Linked DNA regions of Callithrix jacchus: region 2 is linked to region 1. The links are chromatin contacts, called in public Hi-C maps. All regions are on one chromosome and are shown on one strand. Each heading gives the region's core, a stretch centred on a gene start, on an enhancer-like site or on the middle of the called end of the contact. The rest is flanking DNA. Distances are from core to core; before and after follow the strand shown. Region 1 holds the start of BOD1 (biorientation of chromosomes in cell division 1). Region 2 overlaps LOC108590548 (a long non-coding RNA gene).

Evidence for each region. A called contact is a pair of places that touch in the nucleus more often than the background predicts.
Region 2: a Hi-C map of skeletal muscle shows a contact between it and region 1, with 16 times the contacts expected there. The contact joins the enhancer-like site here to the promoter of BOD1 in region 1. A contact is called at or near these places in 2 of 3 Hi-C or Micro-C datasets (both in skeletal muscle).

Annotation. Positions count from the first base shown.
Region 1 is chr2:66,030,934-66,035,330 of calJac240_pri, reverse strand. BOD1 (biorientation of chromosomes in cell division 1) reads left to right here and starts at 2,275. Exons shown (of 3, transcript XM_017970946.4): 1 at 2,275-2,747. The coding sequence starts at 2,511.
Region 2 is chr2:66,795,226-66,799,622 of calJac240_pri, reverse strand. LOC108590548 (a long non-coding RNA gene) reads left to right here. Exons shown (of 3, transcript XR_001910123.4): 3 at 1-1,506. Among named protein-coding and RNA genes, the nearest start is that of NSG2, 310 kb to the right of the region's middle. Within about 2 kb of position 2,277, at least 6 of the 16 cell types and tissues checked have an H3K27ac peak or open chromatin away from gene starts, as enhancers often do. A contact at or near this core is called in skeletal muscle, where this site is marked.

The DNA.
Region 1 (4,397 bases), core at 1,026-3,525:
GCATCTTCCAAACATTCAGAGACCTAGCAACCAGGACAAAGGTCCCCATGACACACAGTGAAATTGTCACAGTGTGAACCATATGCAGACAATCTCCAGAATCACTTACTCATTAAGTCGTGACAGGACAGATTCATCTATCATCTCATGCTAGAATGCTCCTTCTTTTTTGAAGATAATGGCTATACATAATCCTACCCACGCACTCTGTGACACTATCCCACACCTTTAGGAAACAGGAATTTATATGTTCACTTTGAGCTAAGAACTACTATGCTAAGAACTGGAGACACAGTGGTGAACAAGTCATGGTCCCCATTCTAAATCTGACACTATCAGGGGACACAGGTGGCCAAATGGTCTGTAAATTATTCACTTCCAATTATAATAATTGCTACAAAAAATGAGGCTTTGAGCATCTGTAGCATGGAGGAAAGATCTCATTGGATCTAGGAGTCAGAAGAATTTTCCCTGAGGAAGGAGAGTAAGATGTGGTGTGCCAAAAATGGAGAATGGGCTAGTCAGAGTGATCAGGGGCTTGGAGAAAAAAGGACCTGGAGCTGAGATAGCCTGAACTGGGCTTCTCCTGGGGCTAAATGTGAGTGATCAGTGTGGAGTCAACCAGTAGGAACAGACATTAGGTAATCTCAAGGATGGTGAGCTATTAAGAGAGAGTATTCATCATTAACTGACCCATTGTGAATGATTGAGCTGGTGTTAGAGGAGGAGTATAATCTAACACCTGAATATTTCTTTTGAGGGTTAATTTAAACTCTCTTGGCCAGCATGGTGGCTCACACCTGTAATTCCAGCACTTTGGTAGGTCCGGGTGGGTGGATTTGAGGTCAGAAGTTTTAGACTAGCCTGGCGAATATGATGAAACCCGTCTCTGATAAAAATACAAAAATTAGCCAGGTGTTGTGGTGCACACCAGTAATCTCAGCTGCTTGGGAGGCCCAAGCAGGAGACTTGCTTGAACCCAGGAGGCGGAGGGTGCAGTGAGCTGAGATTGCACCACTGAACTCCAGCCTGGGGGATAGAGTGAAACCCCATCTCAAAAAAAAATTTAAACTCTCTTAAGTTCTAAATGTTGGTGTGGAGAACATCCTGGATCTCTACCAATTCTGCATCTCCCCAGGAACCAAGGACATTGCAGAATTTGCTATTTACGTTCCCTCTATTCCCTCTATGTGTAAGATGAGGAAATAACAATAGCAGACATAATTGCTGAGGTTGGGAGCAATTATGGGAGCAATATGGGAGCAGGAGCTGAGCTAACAATAGGCAAAAGATGAAGGAAAGAGAGGATAATGGTGGCAGCTATGGGAGGTGAAACATGCAAGATATAGATCCTCAAAACCTGGGTTCAAATCCTACTCTTCTACCTCTGGGTATGTGATTAGGTTAACAAATTTTCTTCTGCCTCAATTTCTACATCTGTAAATAGCAATAACAGAAGTATGTATCTGCTATTTAGATTATTGCAAAGTAGTGTGTGTAAAGTGCATAGCATGACACCCGGCATTTTAAAATTATTCAATATTGGTGCATTATTATTGACAATAGTTAATATTTGGGAGGAAATCCACACACACACACACACACACATATATATATATATATATATACGAGAGACTTTTTTTTTTTTTTTTTTTGGAGACAGAGTTTCCCTCTTGTTTACCCAGGCTGGAGTGCAATGGCGCGATCTCGGCTCACCGCAACTTCCGCCTTCTGGGTTCAGGCAATTATCCTGCCTCAGCCTCCTGAGTGGCTGGGATTACAGGCACGCGCCACCATGCCCAGCTAATTTTTTGTATTTTTAGTAGAGACGGGGTTTCACCATGTTGACCAGGATGGTCTCGATCTCTTGACCTCGTAAGTGGGAGTGCATGCGAAAAGCACGGATTCCTAGGTTTCGACCCATAAATACTGGATCAAAATCTTTAAGATATCATCCTGGTTATCTATACTTTTAATCAGCTCCACAGATGACTGATAAAATCATGCGCTGCTGGGATGTGTTGATGAATGGGGTCTGCAGAGTGGGCGGGGAAGGCCCGGCGATTTGCCGCGCTCACGAGGCCTGCGCCTACAATTCCCATACTGCCCTCGCGAAATCGCGGCGAGCAACCCGAGGCCTGCCGGAAGTTGTAGTTTCCTTTGGCCAGGGTGCTGCCTATAAGGAATACCGGCGATGGCTAGAGAAAACTTCCCGCCCCACAATGCAAAGGTCAACGATGACGCCATCTGGGGCGCGCCTGGAATCGAGCAGGCAGTTTCTGCCGCGTCTACCACAACCTCTGCAGCCTCCGAGCTGGCCGTCACCCCCGCCGCCCCCACCACCGCCCCCGCCGTCATCGCCGCCGCCGCCGCCGCCGCCACCACCACCACCGTCATCTCCGCCGCTGCCTCCTAGGGGCCCGCCCCCTTCGCCGCCTCTACACATTCTAGACCTTCTGTCCTGGAGAATAAGCTATAGTCGGTCTGCCTTGTGGGCCCGGGGCGCAGCCATGGCGGACGGCGGCGGCGGCGGGGGAACGGGCGCGGTGGGCGGCGGCGGAGCTGGCCAGGCCTCTGCCGGGGCAGCAACGGGCGCTACTGGGGCCAGCGGAGGCGGTGGCCCCATCAACCCCGCCTCGCTGCCTCCCGGCGACCCGCAGCTCATCGCTCTCATCGTGGAGCAGCTCAAGAGCCGGGGCCTCTTTGACAGCTTCCGCCGGGACTGCCTGGCCGACGTGGACACAAAGGTAGCTGAGGCCGCCTGGGCTGAGGGGAGCGGGGCTGCGCTTGAGGCTGCCGGGTTGCAGCTTTGATTTTCGAAAGCCGAGAGCAAAATAAAAGATTGCTTTAAAAAATCTCAGCAGTGAGGTCCTACTCCGCTTGGGGCAGTACGGAGACCTTTCTGAGCGATGCACACGTGGGTTTCCTGCCTCGTTATTTACTACTAGCTGTGATTTTAACCATTCGCTTTTCCAAACTTGGGGTTTCAATGTGGGTTTTAGAGCCTAGACTCTATCATTCCCAAGATGGAACTCCTCAGGGCCCCTTAATAACGAACTTCGCAACCAAGTAGATAAGCAAAAGTGCTTTAGAATTTCCATCTGTTCCGTACTCACCACTGAGAAGCTAACATTAAACAATGATTTGAACACACAGTCATCACCATTTTATAGCCATCTATTCCTTTTTTCTAGCTGTGTTTTGCAGACTTTAGTGCGCCGTTGAATTGAGGTAAACTGTAGAAAGAGCACGCTTATTCTGCACTTCATCATTGATTAAAGGGGATTTGGAGCCTAGATCCTAATGCCATAGTCGGTCCCATCGGTAAAACGCTTTCATTTTACCTGCCAGGGTGGTTTGGATTCAATGAAATAATGGGTGCTAAGTGTCAGACATACAGTAGTCGCTGGAATGTTAAGTTTCTCCCTTTTCGAAACTCCACGACTGTGGTTTTAGGTTAAGGAGACTTGTCACTGACTGGACTCCTACAGGGTAGAGATTTCTCCTACCAGAGCTGTCATGGAAACATTTTGCTTACCTCACAGCAAGACCGAGCTTAGAATTAGACCTTGGGCCGGGCACGGTGGCTCAAGCCTGTAATCCCAGCACTTTGGGAGGCCGAGTCTGGTGGATCACGAGGTCAACAGATCGAGACCATCCTGGTCGACATGGTGAAACCCCGTCTCTACTAACAATACAAAAAATTAGCCGGGCATGGTGGCGCGTGCCTGTAATCCCAGCTACTCAGGAGGCTGAGGCGGGAGAATTGCCTGAACCCAGGAGGCGGAGGTTGCGGTGAGCCGAGATCGCGCCATTGCACTCCAGCCTGGGTAACAAGAGCGAAACTCCGTCTCAAAAAAAAAAGAATTAGACCTTAAGATAGGATAAAACCTCGTCTGTTTATTCGTTGAACGTTTATTGGCCTACAGTTGCCAAGCTATATGAGTACAGGAGCAAGTAAGTCACTACTCGGCCCTCAAAGCTTAGAGTCTGGGGTAGAAAACTGACATGTAAACCGGGTAGTAAATCATATGTAGAGAGAGAGAGAGTGGTATACACTGTTACTTCTCCAAAATGAAAAGCCCAACTCGAAATGGCCTTGAAACAAAGTAATTTGTTCAATGCATACACATCCCAGATATGTATTGACAGCTTTCACCCTAGGACAAGTTCTCATTCAGATTTCTTATATTCCATTTGGTTTTGTGTGGCTTAATCAATGTGTGCCTGTGATTTTAAAACAAAAACGATTTTTGTTAGCCCACCCCATCCAAGGCTTTGCTTTCTGTGGTTTCATTTGCCCAGTTGTTGCAATATGGAAGTATTTGTGTTCAGGTAGCCCTTATTTTACTTCATAGTGGTCCCCAGAGAAATTCATGCGTAGTGTATATAGGGTT
Region 2 (4,397 bases), core at 1,028-3,527, 760 kb before region 1:
AATGGAGCTCCTGGTGTCCCTGCCCTTCCTCTCGGTAGGTGGCTTTGTTGAGGGAGAGTTACAGACTCTACTGGGACGGGACCTTCCTAGGTCAAATTCCTTCTTTCTCCAATCTATGTGACTCGGGCCGGTCAGAGCCTCAGTTTCTCTCTACGAATAAGAGGTTCAAGCCCATTGCACATACCTAGCTTGCTGTGATGTTGAAGCAGGGATGGGGCCTTTTTGGTGACAACCTGCTATATGCTGGGTGTACACAGAGCACTCAGCATCTGGGGACATTCAGCAAATCTCAGCTCCCCTTCCCCACCTGACCCCAGCCATGGCATTCCTGCTGCCTTCACTCCTCTGAAGGGGGAAGTGAGGGTAAGAGAAGAAGCCACTTGCCTATGGAGATATTTTGCAAAGCTGGGACTGGATGAATCTCAGATTCCTGAGTCTGAGCCCAGAACTCACCCATTGCCACCCACTGAATGTGTTGACTTTTAACGGCTATCTGAAGATGTGGTTCCCCTGCTGAGCACTAAGGAGGAGGAGGGATGAGAAAAAACAACCACTGCCCAAGTGAGCTCCATGCCTGAAGAAATCTACTGAGGTTGCGGTGGGCTTGGGATGGGCATTGACTGAGGGCTTGGGCATCAACTACTTCACTTGACTCAATTCTAACACAGCTCTGGGCAGTAAGCATCCCTGTGCCCATTTTACAGAGGAAAAGCTGAGGCTCCCAGAGGGGTAACCACATGCCCAGAGTCACACACACCTTGCAGATAGCAGAGCTCAGGTTCAAACCCAGGTCTGCCTAAGTCCCAGCTTTCCCCCACTGTGCAGTCCACATCCCCAGATCCTCTGAACACTGCCTCTCCAGCCAAGCCTACCGGGACTGAGACACACACTTTCTTCCCACAGCTGGGTCTCCAGCTCACTCCCTGAAGCTCCTGGGCAGGTGACAGTGGTGAGAGAAGTGGACCACAGAGTGAACACCCTCTGAAAATGGGCTCCACTCAGTCTGAATGCTAACCCAGGATCCGATTGTCAAGAGGAAAGGAAAATCCAAGGTTTCCCGGGAAATCTCCTGATTTTTCCATGTCGTCAGTTATGTTTTGTTTTGGGTCCTTGAGCCACTGTCCAGCCACTGCAGCACCCAAACACTGGCAGGAGCCAATGCGGATTGTCTGTTCCTATGGCCTAAGTCACGCCCCCCAAATTCCTATACTGAATCCCTAACCCCTAGTACTTCAAAATGTGACTGTATTTGGCGCTAGAAACTTTAAAGGGGTGATTAAGTTAAAATAAGGCCATCAGGGTGGGTCTTAATCCAAAATGACTGGGGTCCTTGTAAGAGGAGATTAGGACCCAGACAGGTACAGGAGGAAAGGCGTGAAGATGCGGTGAGAAGGCGGCCATGTGCAAGCAGAGGAGAGAGGCCTCTGCAGAAACCAACGCTGCTGATGCCTTCATGGCAGACTGTTCGCCTCCAGAACTGGGAGGAAATAAAGTTCTGTTTTTTATGCATTCCGTCTGTAATACTTTGTCACGGCTGCCCCAGCAAATGTCTTCATTCATTTCCTTCTTTCTTTCCTGCCCTTTCTCCCTCTTTCTCTCTCTCCCTCTCTTTCTCTCCTTCCTTCCTTCCTTTCCTTTTCTCTTTTCTTTCCCTCCTTTATTCCTTCTTCCTTCCACGCCTCCTCTCTCTCTCTGTCTCTTCCTCCTGTACCTGGTGGGACATAACATGACCAAATTAAAGAAGGACACGATGACTGCAGGGTGGATCTGGCAGACCGTGTGGGGAAAGGTGGTCCTGAGCACAGATCCACCCCACACGCTTCCGTGAGACATTCCACTCAGCTTCCTTCAGGGACCAGGGTGGTCTCTGCTTGAGAAGCGCGGGGGAGGTGGTGGTGGTGAAGGGGGAGGCCCGAGGGCATCTTCTCTACACTGATGGCTGCAGGGCAAGGTGTGTGGCGGGATGGGGGGACTCTTGCGAGCAGGGCTGAGGAGAGAATGGGAAAGGGAAAGAAGGGTGGGGAGGGAGGGGCAGGGGATGCCTGCCTCCCGCCCCCAAATCTCTAAAATTCTACTCAATCTCACAAAAGGGTGCGTGTGAGTGGATTTCTTAATAGTGCTGACAAAGGGTGAGGGGGAGACAAAGGCCCCGCCAGCTGGTGCAGGAACTGCGACGTGGCTGTGCGGGGAAACCGGGTGGGGCAAGCCCCAAGGAGGTTCGACCGGCTTCCAAGCCACGTGTGCACAAATAACCCCACAATCAGCGCCCCACACCCAGGGAACCGGTGCGGCCTTCCTCCCATTGCAGCAGCGGGAGACTGCATCTGAGCAGGCTGGGGAGCCGGGCCTCGCCGCCAGCGAGCGGCAGGGCTGGGACTGGATCCTCGGCTCCCCAGGCTCCCCGCGCGGCCCCGGCCTCCTGGCCATCCTCTCTGGAAGTCCGGGCTTCAGACTCTCCAGCAAGCCTGGGCCGCCAAAGCCGGGACCGCAAAACAAAGGAGCTCGCGTTTGCGGGGAGCCGCCTGGCCGCCAGGGGGCAGCGTGCGGCCATCGACGCCGCCGCGGGGCCGCCTCAATCCCGGCGCAGCCCGGCTCGCACCCCGCCCGCCCAGGCACCCGCATAGGCCCCCACGCCCCGGCTGCCGCCTGCGCCACTTCTGCCGCCCGCCTTTCCCTTTTCGACTGGCAGATCGGAAGCCGGCGGTCCCTCCGGGCCTCGCTCGAAGATCCGCCCACGCAGCCTTCCTCCGGCTTCCGCACGCAGACCCGCACCCTCCCCGCCCGCCCCTCCAGCAGCCCCCGCCCGCCCCTCCAGCAGCCCCCGCCCTGCAGCGGGTGAAAGTCTCCACAGCGTCCAGTGCAGCGCAGATGCAGATTCCAGCATCCCAGCGCCGTCTAGATGGAGCCCAGACACCTGCAGAAACAGGCGGGCTGCGCGGCCTCCTGGGCCGTGTCTGTCCCATGCTGGCCACACCGGGCTGGGGGCTGGGACCGTCCGTTTAGTTTACTGGATCTTTCTCCATCCGCCCACGGCAACCTCCTCGGGCCAGGACTACATCTGAGTCGCCCCTGTCCCCCGAGGCCCAGCTTGGTGCTTGCTGATCAAGCCCTTGTGGGTTCCCAGGGGTGCCCTTGGGTCCTGGGGGCTCCTCTCAGGCATGCCCACCCTCCCATGTTTCTCCTGGTCTGGGGCAGCTGTGCGTCAAGTCTTCTATACACCGAAGGGGGCCTCCTCTGCGACAACTTGGCAATCAGCAGAGCTGGGATGCTGCTGCAAACCCCAACCTCCTGTCCCAGCCCACAGGCCTCCTCACACACAGAGGAAAGAGTGTGCACTGCCCTGCACTGAAGCTTACAACCAGCTGGAAACTGTCCTTCCTGTGCCTTTCCTCATTTCACCTTCAAAAAGCCCCACAAAGTTGAAATGCTGCCACGCCCATTCCACAGATGAGGAAGCTGAGGCCCAGAGCTGGGGAAAGACCTGCACCAGCTCATCCTCTTGGGGGGCATCCCAGAGCTCTGCACTCTTCCTGGAACCCGCCCACCCCCATTTGCCCTCCCCTGCCCTCTGATTCTGAAGCATTCTCCTGCCCCCTCTCACAGCCCCCAGCCTGTTTCCTGAGAGGGTGACACAATATGTTCTCGTATAGTTTCTCATGACTGCCACTGCCTGTCTCCTCAATTCTGAGCGCCATCCAGGCAGGAGCCATGCTAATTTTGTTCACCATCCTATTCCTGCTCATAGCAGTTTGCCTGACACATAGTAGCTATTCAATGAAATGTGTTGAACGAATGACTGAAAATTCAAAACATCCTTGAGGGTGTATGTTATATCATCCCCATCCCCATCCCATGTTACAGATAAGGAATGAATCTGAGCTCCGAGTTAGAGCTGGAACTAAAAAGAAGGAAAATGTCTGATACCAATTAATCAAGAAGTCTATCAAAGTGTATTTGCTTAAAGGGTTTATAAAGATGAAATTACACATACGTATATTGCAAATACCTGGCGTGTGTTAATAACAGAAATGGAATGGACAAAGATAGTCAACTCTGTGAAAAGTACCATATGAAGGCAAAGGTGACGGAGGGAGGAGGCTTTGGAGTTTTTAGGTTGCTGTTACGGTAGGTGTGTTGTGAGCCAAGAACACAGCTGGAATTTGACCAAGTGGAGCAGAGAGCCAGGCTGAAGCTAAAATGTCCGGGCACTGTGTGGGCTTCCCTGGTCATGCCCCCTCCTCCTGCTAACGGAGTTATGAAAATGACACCAACAGACGGGTAAATAAAGTATTCTGTGGGACCCTGCCAGCCGGAGCCTTGCTAGCTACACCCAGAGGAGAGGCTGGGAGGGTTTGCAGTGAATTTGAGTTGCTCATGACCTGCCTGTGCTGAACGGT